Regions from separate parts of the Zea mays genome. Here region 2 is linked to region 1. A link is a contact called in public Hi-C data. All regions are on one chromosome and are shown on one strand. The core of a region is the stretch at or near the end of the contact, and the rest is flanking DNA. Distances in the headings are between cores, read along the strand shown.

Region 1 (2,700 bases), core at 70-2,569:
TATTACTGTAAAGTACCTGTCACAATTTCTGCAATAGCCAAAGCTTGAAGTTAAAAGGGAGGTGCAGATGAGAAGCATTTGTCCCTCTTTGGCATATCACGCAAACTAATGCTTTCTTAAGTTCAATGTCATAACTTATTATCTAGGTTCTATAAGATAGGGAATATACCAGTTATGCAGATTTTCAAAATTTACCAAACCGATCATTATCTTAATAAGAAAACAGTGGGGAGCGTATCCCATTCTGTAAAGATAAATTTGGTACCAAGGACAGAAGGAGAGAAAGTTACATGGACATGTGGATCAATGCTCCAGACACGTGCGGTATGATCGATCGATCCTGAAGCAAGCTTTGTGCCTAGGCAGTTCCATGCTACAGAGTGCACCTAATGATAAAAACTATCAGAATGGTGAACACAATGATAAGATTACCAAAGAAATGCATAAAACAAAGCAAAAATAAGAACCCACAAATCAATCTAAATTTTGTACCGACAAGTACTAGGGTAGAGTGGTTTTGCTTTGAAGATCGCTATGAGGAGTTAAGGACAATTAAGCAACACATTCAACATAATGTAAGAAACAAAGAAAAAACATCCTCAGAATGTCATATATTCATCCTGAAAGAAAGATCATTCCTTCTTATTTCTCCTCATTGCAACTTTACAACATGCCCTAAGATAATCTCAAATTTCTTTATAGAACCAGAGGAAAACTGCTCTTGCTCCCCTGCAAGGACAGGCACCACGGCCCCTTTGCTGCAACAAAGGACAACCAAAATAGATTGCCTATTGCAACTAAATTCATTTGCAACTAACTGTGGCTGCAGCAATATTTCGTTTTCATCATGCCTTAACATTGACTCCTTTCATGCTCTATATAAAGAGAAGAAATAGCTAAATCCCCTCTCCACGCTTATAGCTTCGAATCGAAAGCAAGATAGGTCCACGATCCCATCTATGTTCTCAGGAACCAAACCGGAAGGCCCAAAGATTGTTACTTCCGCACCTTGTTTCATCATTCTGCATGCAAGGCCGGAATTTAGGGCCTCACCCTACGAATTGCAACCCTAATGATTGGAACTTCGAAACCTTTCTTCTGGCGAGATTCTGGGTTTTATAGGGGCTCAGAAGAAATTATAATGGGATATTGGGGAGGCGTTGAGAGGTATTACCTTCTTCTTGTGGCCGTAGTATTCCCTCGACACCAGGTCCCTTAGATTCGCCCCAGGGGTCGAGCCGCCGCCGGCGGCGGCGCCACCGCTGCCCTTCCTCTCCTCCTCTCTGCTCTCCATGCGCTCTCGCCCCGTTTTGTCCGGGAGGGGAGTAATCCAATTCCAATCCCAAAGTACACAAACTAGCCCATGAAGAGATCGGGCCAGGCCTGATGGGCTAGGCTACATTAAAACATTCAGCAACTCAGGTCCTGTTTGTTTAATATGATCTAGGCCCATGATTCCATAAGCTACCAACCTTCATTTTGAAAGAAAAACCTATTCCTTAACTGTCACACCCGTTTCTTTGAGACAGAGCCGGGTGCATAGCATATGTGTGCCAGGATTTATTTTCACACATATATTGACATTACAAGTGTAATATATTAAAAGAATGATACATAAGAGCGTAAATAAAGATTATATTAACATGTTACACTTCGAACAGACATAATGTCTTAACCTTTATTCATCAAAGTACAGCGAAACATGGACATCCATCCACAGGAAGATGACCGGGGGTATCAATAGACTAGCATCCATGGAGCTCAGCATCATAACTTCATCTGCAAACTTCTGATCAAAATTTAAGCAAGGGTGAGCTCACTTATGGTCAGGGCTCAGCAAGTGGGGGAAAATGCAAGGTAACAAGGTAAGGCTAAAGTTAAATGCGATTGGCATTTTAGTTGGTCAACATTTTATTAACAACACTTGTCTTACTAATAAGTGTGAATCCCAAGTATTCCCATTAAACAAAGGTATAAGAGTATATCAAAAACACTTAAGTGAAACCACTTAAGCAAACCATTGGCAGATCATCGGATCTCGATTTATTTCCATCTTCAAGTTCAATTATCATGTGAGGAGTCTAGGCTGCTCTTAACCGTGAGCACAGCTGATATATCAGTTTTACACTCTGCAGAGGTGGCGCATCTTTACCCATGAGTCACGATCCCCTTCTAGCTTGGGTTAGCTAGACCTGTATTCACTTCCGAGGTGAATGGCTAAGGTCTCACTACGAGGCTTTTCCCTAGAGTCCTCATTATGCAAATGCTGGAAATGGTCAAACTGCATAGAGCACATCTAACGTAACCAACTTATAGTCCAGTCTGCAGGGTAAAGCTTTGGGAATTATGCATGTATCCAATCTGTCTGAGCCAGAAATATAAGCGCTTGCCAGATGCCCCCGTTCCGGTCGACCACGACCAGCACCCAACATAAGACTTCCCTAGTTATTTAGCCAAGGGCGTCCCATACCACCCTCATGGTAGCACTGTTTTCCCGGGTGGTCACTTCATGTTCCAATTAAATCATATGATCTTGCTTAATCGTCGGATTAGCAACAATAATGTAAACTTACCAATTGGAACCTTAATATCACAAATCGGAGTGACTGCATAAAGTTAAGTTGTAGCAATAGCATAGCTACGAAGGTAAAGTATAATACCCAAGTTTGATCAAGGAATATGGTAGAAAAGGTTAGGTGT
Region 2 (2,861 bases), core at 246-2,745, 170 kb before region 1:
CTCGTGGTCCACGCGTCGATAGAAGGGCTGCCTCAATCCCTCAAAACACGGGAGGGTTTTAAACTCGAGTGAGTTTTAATAAACCCCGATTTCTTTGGTAGTGTGAACCCTGAAATTGCTCTTTTTGTTGTGTCATGTGACACAATTATTCTGATGCTTCGCTAATTTGTTGTTTTGTAGTTGAGAAACTCGAAACAACTTATCCCGTTGGTTCTCGATTTGTTGATGGATAACTTTCAGTTTTTCAAATTCTAAATCAGGACCATCTTTCGGTGGAGGACCCACAACCTTTCTTTTCTCCTTTTGTGCCTCGAGAAGACATGCTTCTTCATCCTAGTTCTGATTAATGGGATAAAGAACCGTAGCAGGAGCTGTAGACTTTTTCAGAGGCACGACGAAAAGATGCTTGCAGTCGTGAGTTTACCGACGGTGGGTGCTAATGTTGGTCACTTGTTTTAATACCTTCAGATAGATCAAAATAGGGCAACACAACTAATAATAGAAAACCTTCATTCCTTTACCGAAGGATAAACCAAAGGAAGAAGATTATAAGAATAAAAGAACTTTTGAGTCAAATACAATTGTTCAAAAAAGAATAATTACTGCCGAGTTTTTATCATTGCTCCTCTTCAATCACAAACAATTACAAGTGTACCTTCCCATGGCTCTAGCTATCTCCGACGTCGTTCCTACTAGACATCGGCTAGGGTTGTTGAAGGAACAGAGCTATGCGCCTTAGGGAAAGTGGATGAAAAAGAACGAATAGTTTTTTTTCTATGTAATCGGTGGGAATGGTGGATAATTATTCCCTAACTTCACAAGAATATTGAAAAACAGTGTTGCAAAAATACTCTTTTTGTTGCTTTATAAAAAAAGGTAAAGCTAGTCCCAACTTCACATTTTTTGGTGAAGCTGAGTTGAAGTCTGAAATGTTTGGCTCAAGTTTTGTGAAGTTGAGTCGATTTTCGTGAGTGAAGCAGTCCAAACACCACTTAACTATGATCGTTATTTTTATTTAGGCTGTTTTCGATGGATGGTGCAAAATAGGGGACGCGATATTATTTGACACTATTTGCAGAGTGAAGTTTGAAATAAAAAATACGATAGTGATGTAATATATGATCTGCTGGAGATGGCCTTACACCTGAATTCATAGTAATTTTTTATTTACTCACACCCATATAGAGAGGTACAAACATGATATATTAGGAGAGATTTGATTTTTGCCATTATAAAGAATTGGCTTTGCAAAATTGTTATCATACCACATTTATGAACTCACAAGTCAAAGACTCGGTGGTAATTATAGGCAATTATAAACCAGAAGATTCTTTTAGGACTATTTGGCAACTCTAGTTTTCTAAGTGATTCTCATTTTTTTTCAATTTAAAATAAACTAATTTTCTTTAAAAAATAAAAATCCTTTAAAAAATTAGTTGCCAAATAGCCCTTAATGGACTAAAAAATTCCAAATTTCTCGATACATCAGGGTCCGTGATTGAAATCGACAAAAAAATTAAAGAGAAAAACCATTCTCGGCTTCCTCATCCGTCCCATCGAACCGCAAACCCTAACCTTTCGATTGCCGCCGCCCGCCGCTCGCTGCTGCCCGCCGCTCGCCGCGGCCAATGGTACAGCTCCATCCTTTATCTCTCACGTTCGTGTTAAACTGCAGCTGTCCTGATCAATCTCGACCGGTTTTTGCAGATGGCGAGGGGCCGCCGCGGCCCGGGTGGACGGGGGAGGTTCGGCGGCGGCCCGCTGGGCGACGAGCGGCCAGTCCGTCACGGCGTCCGCGTCGAGGAGAACCCGTACTTCCCATTACCGCGTCGGGCGTCGGGCTGGGGAGTGGCACCGCCGTCGCGGCACCTGTGGGTGGGTGGCCTGGCGCCCAGCGTCACGGCGTCCGACCTGTCGGAGCTGTTCCTCCGGTGCGGCGACGTCGAGGGTGTTGCCCGCGAACCCGGCCGGAACTTCGCGTTCGTGAGCTTCCTGCGGGAGGGGGACGCTGTGGCCGCGGTGCGGGAGCTCCAGGGGGCTCGCCTGGCTGGGGCGCCTGTTAGGATCGAGTTTTCCAAGGGGGTCAGTGTTGAACATCCTCTGTTCATTATATGTTTATTTAATTTGACTCCAAGCAATTATCGGTGCGGTGTTCTTCTCTTATCTTGTGTACAAAACCTAAGCCTTTCAAGAAAGGCTGAGTATCAACAATTAAATTTAGGGTTCACAGCACTGCCCCCGTCTCAAATCGGTTCAAAACAGGTATGCCCGGAAATGTGCAGGAACAGAGAGTAGAAGGCTGTTTCATGAGCCTGGCTAATGAAGAATCTCAATGTTCACCTGCACTGAAATTCTACCAGTGCAGGATTTATTTAGTCAGCACCATTGGTCACAGGTTTCACTGAATCTGAACAATTACACCCACAGTGTCTCTGCATTTGTGACCCTTGTCAGATGTCCTGCAAAGGGCAAATGATAACCATATTGGAGGAACATAGCTAGGATTATTGCATGTATCTTCCCCTTGCCATCACACCCTAAATCATCAATACTAGAAAGTACCTGCTTGAGTGTTGCTGTTGTCTCGTGTCAATAGTTCACCAATAGCTATGAGGCACTGAGTAATTTTTTCTATTTATTTAGGGCAACTCTTGCCGCGCAGTTCTTAGAGCATCTTCACTAGTTCCCAAAAAAACTTCCTAAATTTAATTTAGGGTGTTAGTAACCAAAAATCATGCTTCAACAGTTCCTTAAATGAGATCCCTAAATATACCAACTTCTTAAATATCCTTATTTAGTCCCTAAACTTGGGGTCTTGGGAGTTGTTTCGCACTCTCAATAGCCTGTTTTGCTCATCAATC

What was found. A called contact is a pair of places that touch in the nucleus more often than the background predicts.
Region 2: a contact with region 1 is called in a Hi-C map of endosperm, with 2.6 times the contacts expected there. The contact joins the promoter of LOC100383418 here to the promoter of LOC100272607 in region 1. A contact is called at or near these places in 6 of 25 Hi-C or Micro-C datasets (bundle sheath, ear, endosperm and 3 more).

Annotation. Positions count from the first base shown.
Region 1 is chr7:86,888,048-86,890,747 of Zm-B73-REFERENCE-NAM-5.0, reverse strand. It overlaps LOC100272607, which reads right to left and starts at 1,319. Exons shown (of 11, transcript NM_001147070.1): 1 at 1,175-1,319; 2 at 291-386. The coding sequence starts at 1,294.
Region 2 is chr7:87,058,052-87,060,912 of Zm-B73-REFERENCE-NAM-5.0, reverse strand. It overlaps LOC100383418 (flowering time control protein FPA), which reads left to right and starts at 1,495. Exons shown (of 5, transcript XM_008654306.4): 1 at 1,495-1,631; 2 at 1,708-2,082. The coding sequence starts at 1,629.